3 separate regions of the Mus musculus genome follow, and regions 1 and 3 are each linked to region 2. Evidence: chromatin contacts called from public promoter capture Hi-C data. All regions are on one chromosome and are shown on one strand. The core of a region is the stretch at or near the end of the contact, and the rest is flanking DNA. Distances in the headings are between cores, read along the strand shown.

Region 1 (2,700 bases), core at 127-2,626, 510 kb before region 2:
GTCGGAAGGTGAAAAAGGATGTGACCTCAGTGTTCTACCCTCCATCCACACATTTGCCAGAAAGAAGAGCAATGCCCTGCCAGCAAGGAGGCAGACCCAGAGAGAGGATAGGATGAGAGCCACCCCTTTAACACACAGTCCTGCATGTTACCTCTGAAGCAAACTGAGGGGAGTGTATGAAACCTGCCTGGCCTTGGCCTGCAGGAGGCAGGGAAGCTGAGGGGAGTCTGAGGAGTCTGCCACTGCTCCACAGATGATGTTCTCATGCAAGAAGTAGCTGGTCTACAAGTCACCCTTGGCTAAACACTAACAGATTGCTTGCCTTCTTTTTGAAATAGTGTCTTGCTTTAGTCTAGGCTGGCCTTGAACTTGTTAGGCAGCTCAACCTAAACTCAAAAATCTGCCTCAGCCTCGAGGTACTGGAATTACATGTATATACCACTGTATTTAGAAAATTATTTACTATGTGTGAACATCTGCCTGCTTATGTATCCGCACCACATATGTCTGGTGCCTGCCGAGGGTGGAAGAGTGTTGGATCTGGAACTGGAATTACAGGTGTTTGTCAAGCTTTTGTGTGGATTTGGAACTCAAACCTGGGTCCTCTGGAAAGAACAGGTAGTGAAGAGTCAGTAAGCAATCTCTCTGGGGCCCTAAGCATGTTTTTAAAAAGTGTGTCTATGTGCGTGTGGCCGTGCGCTGAATATCATGGTGTGTGTAGAGTTCAGCTTGCAAGGATTCTTTGACATGTTAATCTGAGGAATCAAACCCAGGTAGTTGGGCTTGGTGACAAATGTCTTTGCATGGTCCTGGTGACATGGCTCAACAGGTAAAGACACCTGGCCATGTGCTTTCAAACCCTGGGAACCACGTAGAGGGAGAAACTGCTCACAGGTTGCCCCCTCTCTGGAATAAATAATTGAAACAGTCTTCCTTCCGTCCATTTGAAGGGGCTTTACTATTAGCCTATGTGTATGAGTGTTTTGTCTGCATGTGTGTTTATGTACTATATATGACTGGTGCCTTGGGAGGGCCGAAGACAGTGTCAGATCCCCTGGAACTGGAGTTACAGATCATGGTGTGAACTGCCCTATGGGAGCTGGGAATTAAACCAGGTCGTGCAGTTAATTGTTGCTCCATCTCTCCAGAATCTCCCAGGCACCCTTAAGTAATTAAGTTCTCCAGGTAAGGCACAAACAATTTCATTGTTCAAAATCATTGGAGGAACTAGGATTTGAACTGGAGGAGTATGGCTGGTAAAGAGCCAGAGAGGGGTAAGGGCCACACAACCACTGGCCCCAAGCTAAGCGCTGTTGGCTCCCTTCCAGCCCAGGAAAAGTAACACCTGACTGGAGGCGGAGCAGGGGTGGAGCCAGGGAGACCCAGGTGGCCTTTCTGACAGCCGGAGCACTGAGTGGCCTGGAGCAGCATGAGGCAGAGCTGGAGACCAGAGCTGCTTATTGTGGGAGCTGTGGTCGTGATAGAGGGTAAGTCCTTCAAGTATGAGGGACAGGGAGTGGCATTGTGTGTGTGTGTGGTGGTGGGGAGGCTCCTAAGCCTTCATCTGCCCCAGTAGACTGCAATTTGGTATGTAAGAGATCCTGAGGGGGCTACAGTCTCCCTGTGAATGTCCTTGGTGTGTGTCTTTTGGGGAGGGAGGTGTTCTTGGGGGTGAGGTGCTGAGGGGAGGTAACACAGAGCCTATTGTCAAAATGGCTGTGATTTTCCTGGGCCACGTTACAGCACTTTGGAAGAAGCTGTTAATATATTTAATCTTTACAGTAGTTCTTTAACTTGTGCTACTGTTCGATCTTGGTGAAGAAACAGAAGTACAGAAAAGCTAAATAATGTCCTTGAGACTACAGTCTAATGCCAGGGTTAGAAAGGGTCTGAGATCACTGTCTGAACGTGGATGGTGGATGTTGGGGGGGGGGGGTGTCTGTGTGTGCGTCTTGGTCTTGCCCTCTCTCTTATCCTCTACTTCCAGAAGGACCTCAGGCATGTTCTGGCCTCACTCACTGGAGGCTGTCCACACCAGCTCTGCCTCCGATGTACAGTAGACCTATTTGAGTGAGGCTGTGATGGGTTACAGGCATGACAGGGACCCACTGGAAAAGTAGACAGTTTGATTCATTAGGATGGGGTGGAGTGAGACTCACTTGGGGCCTCCCCCACTTAGGACATGACACAGACCTCTAATCTACCTTCTTAGGCTTCCACAGCTGAAGGGACAATTAGGCTAATGTTCTTCACATACACAGGCCACCTCTCTGACTCAGCGGTAAAGGCAGGAGTTAGGGGTTCGGAAGCCTGGAGGAGGGTTGGCCTACTCCCAAGGTAAACCCGAGGCCTTGTTCCTTGGGCCCAGGAGTGCTGAGCACAGCTGAGAGAATTAATGGCTGTGTACTCTGAATGAGCTCCAATAAAAGCTGCTTTTCCGCCTCATATAAATGTCTTCATTCTGGGAGGGGCTGGTGAGGTAGCCAGTCACAGATATGGACCCAGGGCCTGTCCTTCAATCCATCCCTCCACCCAACCTGGGCCAGGCAGTTACGGCACCCCCACAGCCTGTGTTTCTTTCTTCCTAGGTCTTCAAGCAGCTCAGCGTGGTAAGTGATGAGGACCTGGGCCCCGGGCTGCACTCAAGTATGAGTGAGGGGAAATGGTATTGGCTGCAGTTAGCATGATTCCCTCTTCTCT
Region 2 (2,700 bases), core at 160-2,659:
CCCCAAAGTCAGCAGGAAGTAGTCAGACATCATGATAGTCAGACATCATGACAACCCTACTCCTGCTTCACCATCACCACTTTGAAAATTTCCCTTTTTTTAATTAAACCAAAATGGGGGAATGTTAACATTTCTTCTAGGCTCTGCCCTCGTTTCCTGCCAACAGCCATGACTCATTATAAAAGGGTCTGCTTGCTCCCTCCTTTTGCTCTCTTGCTCTCTAACCCTCTTCTGCTCTGTCCCTTCTCTCCCCATTCCCCTCCCCCCTCTATATGTGTTCTACTCCCTCTCTTTCTCTGTCTCTCTCTCTTTCTCTCTCAATCCCTCTATCCTTCCCCCTTCTCTCCCTCTCTCTCTGTCTCCCTGCCTCTGTCTCTATTAAGCAGTCAACTCTCCTCCCCATGCCTTAAATGAACTCTATTCTATACTGTACCATTGTGAGCTGGTCCCTCTGGAGGAATGGATGCCTGAGCATGAGCTCACAGAGGTACCCCATTCACCTACCCCACACTGTGCCTCCACCAACATATCCCTGGTTTCTTTGTCTTTTTTTATAAAGTACAAACAGCTCTGAATGATGACAAATAGGATAATATCCCTTTTGTAAGTAGGTATTTTTATATTAAAATAACAATGAGTCAGACTTAAATCCTTACTGTGAGTTGGACCTCATTCCTCCCGGGACTCTCACAAATGGCCCAGATATCTTAACTCCCTCCTATGAGTGAGGCAGAGAAATCCAGTTGGGCAGGTGTACATCTAACCTTTTAGAAGATTAGATGGTCTGGAATGTCCCAGGTGTCCTGGCTGATCAAAGATCAGCTCTGTGATCTCTGATCTGTATCAGGAGCAGTCAGTATTCCTCAACTAGTTTGAGATTTGTAGACCAAGCTGGTGGAACCACCCCAATTGGAGGCCTGCTTCATTTGATAGCTCATTAACAGGGCTGGAGAGATGGCTCAGCAGCTAAGAGCACAGACTGCTCATCCTAAAGGTTCTGAGTTCAAATCCCAGCAACCACTTGATGCCTCACAACCATCTCCTGGTGTGTCTGAAGACAGCTACAGTACTCGTTGAAATTAATTTAAAAAAAAAAAAAAAAAGCTTATTAACAGCCCTCCCTCCACAGGCTTGCTTCTAGCTCCAAGATGAACACTGACCACAAATAAAATACTAAACATCTATTCACAGGCCGCTTCCACCTAGCTGACTGTGAGAGGGGTGTGGTTCTCCTGAGACCATAAAACCCTCCCTGTTTGTGGTGCTCACAGGCAGGGTGTGTCATGTTGGCCTGCCAGCCTGGGACTTGTTCTCAGACTGGCACTTGTAGACTCTGTGGCCATTTTGGTTGAGGGCTTGATGTCATTGGTGCAGGAAGTCACGTGATACAACCCTGGGCAGGACCGCTAGGGAGCGTAGTTTTGAGACGCCGCGCCCAAGTCCACATTTTTACTCGGTCTTCCGGAAATCTCCGCTGTGCTCCTATCAGTTTTCACTTTTTCCCTACGTTAAGGTGCACACGGACCTGGTTCCTGTCCTTTTTCAGCCCTGGTACCCGAAAACGGACACGTTGGACTGGGCAGGCAATCCCAGGAGTGCGGGGCTGACCCAGGGACTGTGCGGGGAGTCTACATGGCGCAGGTGATGGCCCCGGGAAGGGCCTCGGTACCGCCTGTGTTCTGTAAACCTGGGACTGTGAGCTTCGCGGACGTGGCCGTGTACTTCTCCCCGGAGGAGTGGAGGTATCTGCGGCCGGCGCAGAGAGCCCTGTACCGAGAGGTGATGCGCGAGACCTACGGTCTCCTGACCTATCTCGGTGAGAACCTTCCTGGCCGCCGTGGTCGCGATGCCTGTGACACCGTGGGTCCTGCGTGGCAGCAGAGAGACCTGGGCACGGGCGGTCGGAACCAACTGGGTCGTCCTCCTGACTAGTGGGTTTGCTATCTTTCCCTACAGACGTCGGATGCGCCAAACCAGCGCTCATCAGCTGGGTGGAGGAAGAGTCCGAAGTGTGGGGACCCGGTGCCCAGGATCCAGAGGTGGCCATGTGCAGGACAGAAGTCCACTCAGGTGAAGGACTGGGTACTTGCCTGGGGAAACTTCTGTGTTGCCAGCCTGTGTGGTGTCTTCTAGTGACTGCACTTACTGCCTGGCAGTTTCTTCCCTGTTTTTGTTTCTTGGCCAAAGCCATGATGGCTGGCCCCTGGATTCATCTAGAAAGGGGCTGTGATTGTTCTGTCCAGTGCTCTCACCTCGTATATACAGGGCCACTAGGCTGTACGGGTTGTAGCCCCTCGTTCCCACTCCTCTGCTGCCATCACTGTGGCTGCCTTCTGGAGTCTCCTTTAGCTCTTGCTTTCCACCTCTGAGAAGTGCTTAGCTTACTGCACTTGGGAATTGGGACCACACAGACACCTTTCTTTTCTTTTCAATTCTTTTCCTTTATTTTTTATTTTTTATTTTTTTAGAGGGTTTCTCTGTGTAGCCCTGGCTGTCCTGGAACTCACTCTGTAGACCAGGCTGGCCTCGAACTCAGAAATCTGCCTGCCTCTGCCTCCCAAGTGCTGGGATTAAAGGTGTGCGCCACCAAGCCGAGGCCCAGACCCCTTTCTTTATGCTGCATTTGGACATCTGCACACTGCACATGCTCAGATGCTGTGACATCTCCACTCCTGTGTCCAGTCTGTCCCCTTGTGGGGC
Region 3 (2,700 bases), core at 156-2,655, 540 kb after region 2:
TGTGAGAGTGAAGCTAGAGAGAGAGGACAGAAAAGATCAGGCGGAAGGGTTGGAATGTTGTGGAAATGTCTTCCAGGCATAGCTGTGGCACTCTTAGATTCTCAATAGCTGTGATTAACTGAAGAGGAGGAGGAGGAGGAGGAGGAGGAGGAGGAGGAGGAGGAGGAGGAGAAAGCTAATTCTGATGTAGAAGCACACTCCTTTAATCCCAGCATCATTTGGGAGACAGAGGCAGGTCTCTGTGATCTCCTGGCCCGAGAGAGGATCCTTTAATGAGGAGCCACCTTCAGGGCAAGTGGAGTAACAGAGTAGCCAAGAGGCTGTAAAACAAGCACGGATAGAATCAAGGAGACCCTGAAATGTCCTTGGCCCGGGTGGGCTGGAGTTCGTTTGTGATAGACAGGCCTAACTGCCAATCAGAGGCAAGCTGTCTCTTCCAACTCGAGGTGGGGCCTCCGGAGTGCAGGTCGCAATTAGGAAGTGACACGGGGAGGACTGAGGGAACTAGAGAAAAGAAACAGGGGTCGGGTGGTGGACGGTGAGGTTCACATGCCACCAATACCACCAAAAGGGAAACTGAGTCACGGTGAGGCGAGTAGACTAGGATCTTTGAATGGCCGAGAGATTAGCCTTGGAATGAGCCTGGGGAGTTCGTCTGTTGACAACACCCTCAGCCCTCTTCGCCTCCCCGCCTCCCGGTGACAGCCAGTCCCAAGAGAGGAGCCTGCCTGCCTGCCTGTAACCTGTAGAAGAGATGGTGGCACCGTCGGACCAACACTGCTGCCACCTGGTGGAAAAGTTGGCTATTTCTCTTGTGCCTCACCGTGCGCTTCCATCTCTACTGAGCGCTAAAACCAAGCCTGGAGATGGATGGGTGCAAACCCACGAACCTGGGGTTCAGAAAGGGAAGAGGACCCTCCCCCCATAGAAGAATGCACAGCCTTGGGAAGCGTTGTGTCAGCGTTCCTCGTCCCCCTGCACACTGGTTTGGGCCTCCCTCTTAGGGCTTCTGCCAATGCCACGAGCCAATCTGTGTAACTTGCTTGGCATTTTACTAAGCAATCAGTAAAGGAGTTTTATTTGATCCGAAGAACAACTGGAGATGTGTAGCCCTCCTCACCTCCCCAGTAGAGCGGTTATGCAAACACATGTCTCCTAGACCTAGCTAAGTTCTGGAACACCACAGAACTGACTGGTTCTGTAATAGAACTGAAGGCCTTGTGCACTCTGAGCAAAAGCTGTACCCCTGGCCTACACCCCAAGACCCCTCACCACTGTTGCTGTTATGGTCAGTGTCATCCTTGGGGCTCAATGGGGGCTCTTCTGCATCAGGAGCTAGAAGCACCTCATAGTCGGGCTAGCGGAATGGCTCTGGGCTGTGACATCATAGAATCCTACTCATTCATAGTCGTGGGGGGTTATGAAGCTGTGGCTGTGGGTAGCCGTAGGGGTGTGGATGTTGATGGCTGAGCTGGGGACCATAGAAACAGGTGGGGAACTGAGTTCAGGAATAGTAGGAATAAGGGAGGCTAGAGAAAGGGAGTAAACTTCATTGTGGGCAGGAGGGAGGAGGATGGCCCAGCCCCAGGCCTTAGTTTCCCCACCCCCCCCTTCCTTTCCCCTTCTTTCTTCCTTTTCTCTTTTTTCCTTCTTCCTCCCTTTTGTCTCATTTTACTTTGTCTTGAGACAAAGTGTTGCTCTATAGCCCAAACCTTCAGTCCAAACCTTTCCCCCCCATCTCAGACATGGTGGGCTTCTGATGGGAGCTCAGCCAGCCCTGGGACAAAACAATCAGAGCTCTGGGTTTGCCTGGCCTCATTGGTGGGCATGATGGCCCTTGGGCTCTTGTCACAGACTCTGCTTTGGTTTTTAGCCCCCAGAAGAGATGGAACCCGGCCCTCGGTTTCAGGAGCCAGACCCCAGCAAGTTGTAAACAGGCTTTTCTTTGATTATCCAGACTCAGACCGAGCTAGCCTTCTTGCTGTGGCCCGGTTTATTGGAGAGAAGCCTATAACGTTCGTTAAGACAGGTATGAATCAGCTTGATAGAGGGGTCTTCCTCCTGGCGGGGTCTGGAAGGACGCTGTTGTTCATTGTCTGGCAGATTCCAGTCCTGGGCTCTTCCAGAACATCCTGGTGGGGACATTAGTGGTGGCCTTCTTCTTCCTGCTTTTCCAGTTCTGCTTGCATGTGTGAGTTGTGTCTCTGTGTCCTCGCCCTACCCCTTCCAGAGGACCCAAGTCTCCTATGTGTCCCTCCTCATCTGATCTCCATACTCCTCAGGAACTTCCAGAAAGGGGCCTAATGAGATATCCAGCCAGAGCCAGCTGAGGTGAGCAGGTGAGCCAGAGACGGAGCCCTGGACCCAGCTGTGAGCCACACACATCTACCCTGCCTTCTGTTGAGAAATAAAGGTGGTGCCTCCTTCCTCCTAGACTGCAGTAGCCCTCTATGTAGCCACCCATCCCCCACCTCCTCCTTCTCCCTGACTTCGAAGTGGCCATTCACACACCCCATTCCTCCCAGGCTGCAGGCGCGCGCACACACACACACACACATACACACACACACACACACACACACACACACACACACACTTTCCCCCTTCCTCCTCAGTAGTTATGTAGTGACCCCTCCTTCTTCCTCCCCACTTCCCAGCCCCCAAAACTGGACCAAAGGGTCTTGCTGGCGTTCAGGAAGA

What was found. Promoter capture Hi-C pulls out the DNA fragments that hold promoters and counts their contacts.
Region 1: a contact with region 2 is called in a promoter capture Hi-C map of stem cell-derived epiblast-like cells, with 2.9 times the contacts expected there. The contact joins the promoter of Prss53 here to the promoter of Zfp747 in region 2. A contact is called at or near these places in 6 of 39 promoter capture datasets (the C10 cell line, embryonic stem cells, hematopoietic stem and progenitor cells and 3 more) and 1 of 484 Hi-C or Micro-C datasets (B cells).
Region 3: a promoter capture Hi-C map of hippocampal neurons shows a contact between it and region 2, with 2.8 times the contacts expected there. The contact joins the promoter of 4930451I11Rik here to the promoter of Zfp747 in region 2. A contact is called at or near these places in 4 of 39 promoter capture datasets (hippocampal neurons, liver, maxillary cranial neural crest and 1 more) and 1 of 9 other capture datasets (liver).

The regions. Positions count from the first base shown.
Region 1 is chr7:127,889,646-127,892,345 of GRCm38.p6, reverse strand. Prss53 (protease, serine 53) reads left to right here and starts at 1,376. Exons shown (of 11, transcript NM_001081268.1): 1 at 1,376-1,487; 2 at 2,589-2,609. The coding sequence starts at 1,430.
Region 2 is chr7:127,374,759-127,377,458 of GRCm38.p6, reverse strand. Zfp747 (zinc finger protein 747) reads left to right here and starts at 1,409. Exons shown (of 3, transcript NM_175560.3): 1 at 1,409-1,816; 2 at 1,957-2,070. The coding sequence starts at 1,633.
Region 3 is chr7:126,830,201-126,832,900 of GRCm38.p6, reverse strand. 4930451I11Rik (RIKEN cDNA 4930451I11 gene) reads left to right here and starts at 1,405. Exons shown (of 4, transcript NM_183131.3): 1 at 1,405-1,490; 2 at 1,874-2,029; 3 at 2,104-2,191; 4 at 2,283-2,427. The coding sequence starts at 1,421. The coding sequence ends at 2,304. Tlcd3b (TLC domain containing 3B) reads right to left here. Exons shown (of 5, transcript NM_029978.1): 5 at 2,682-2,700.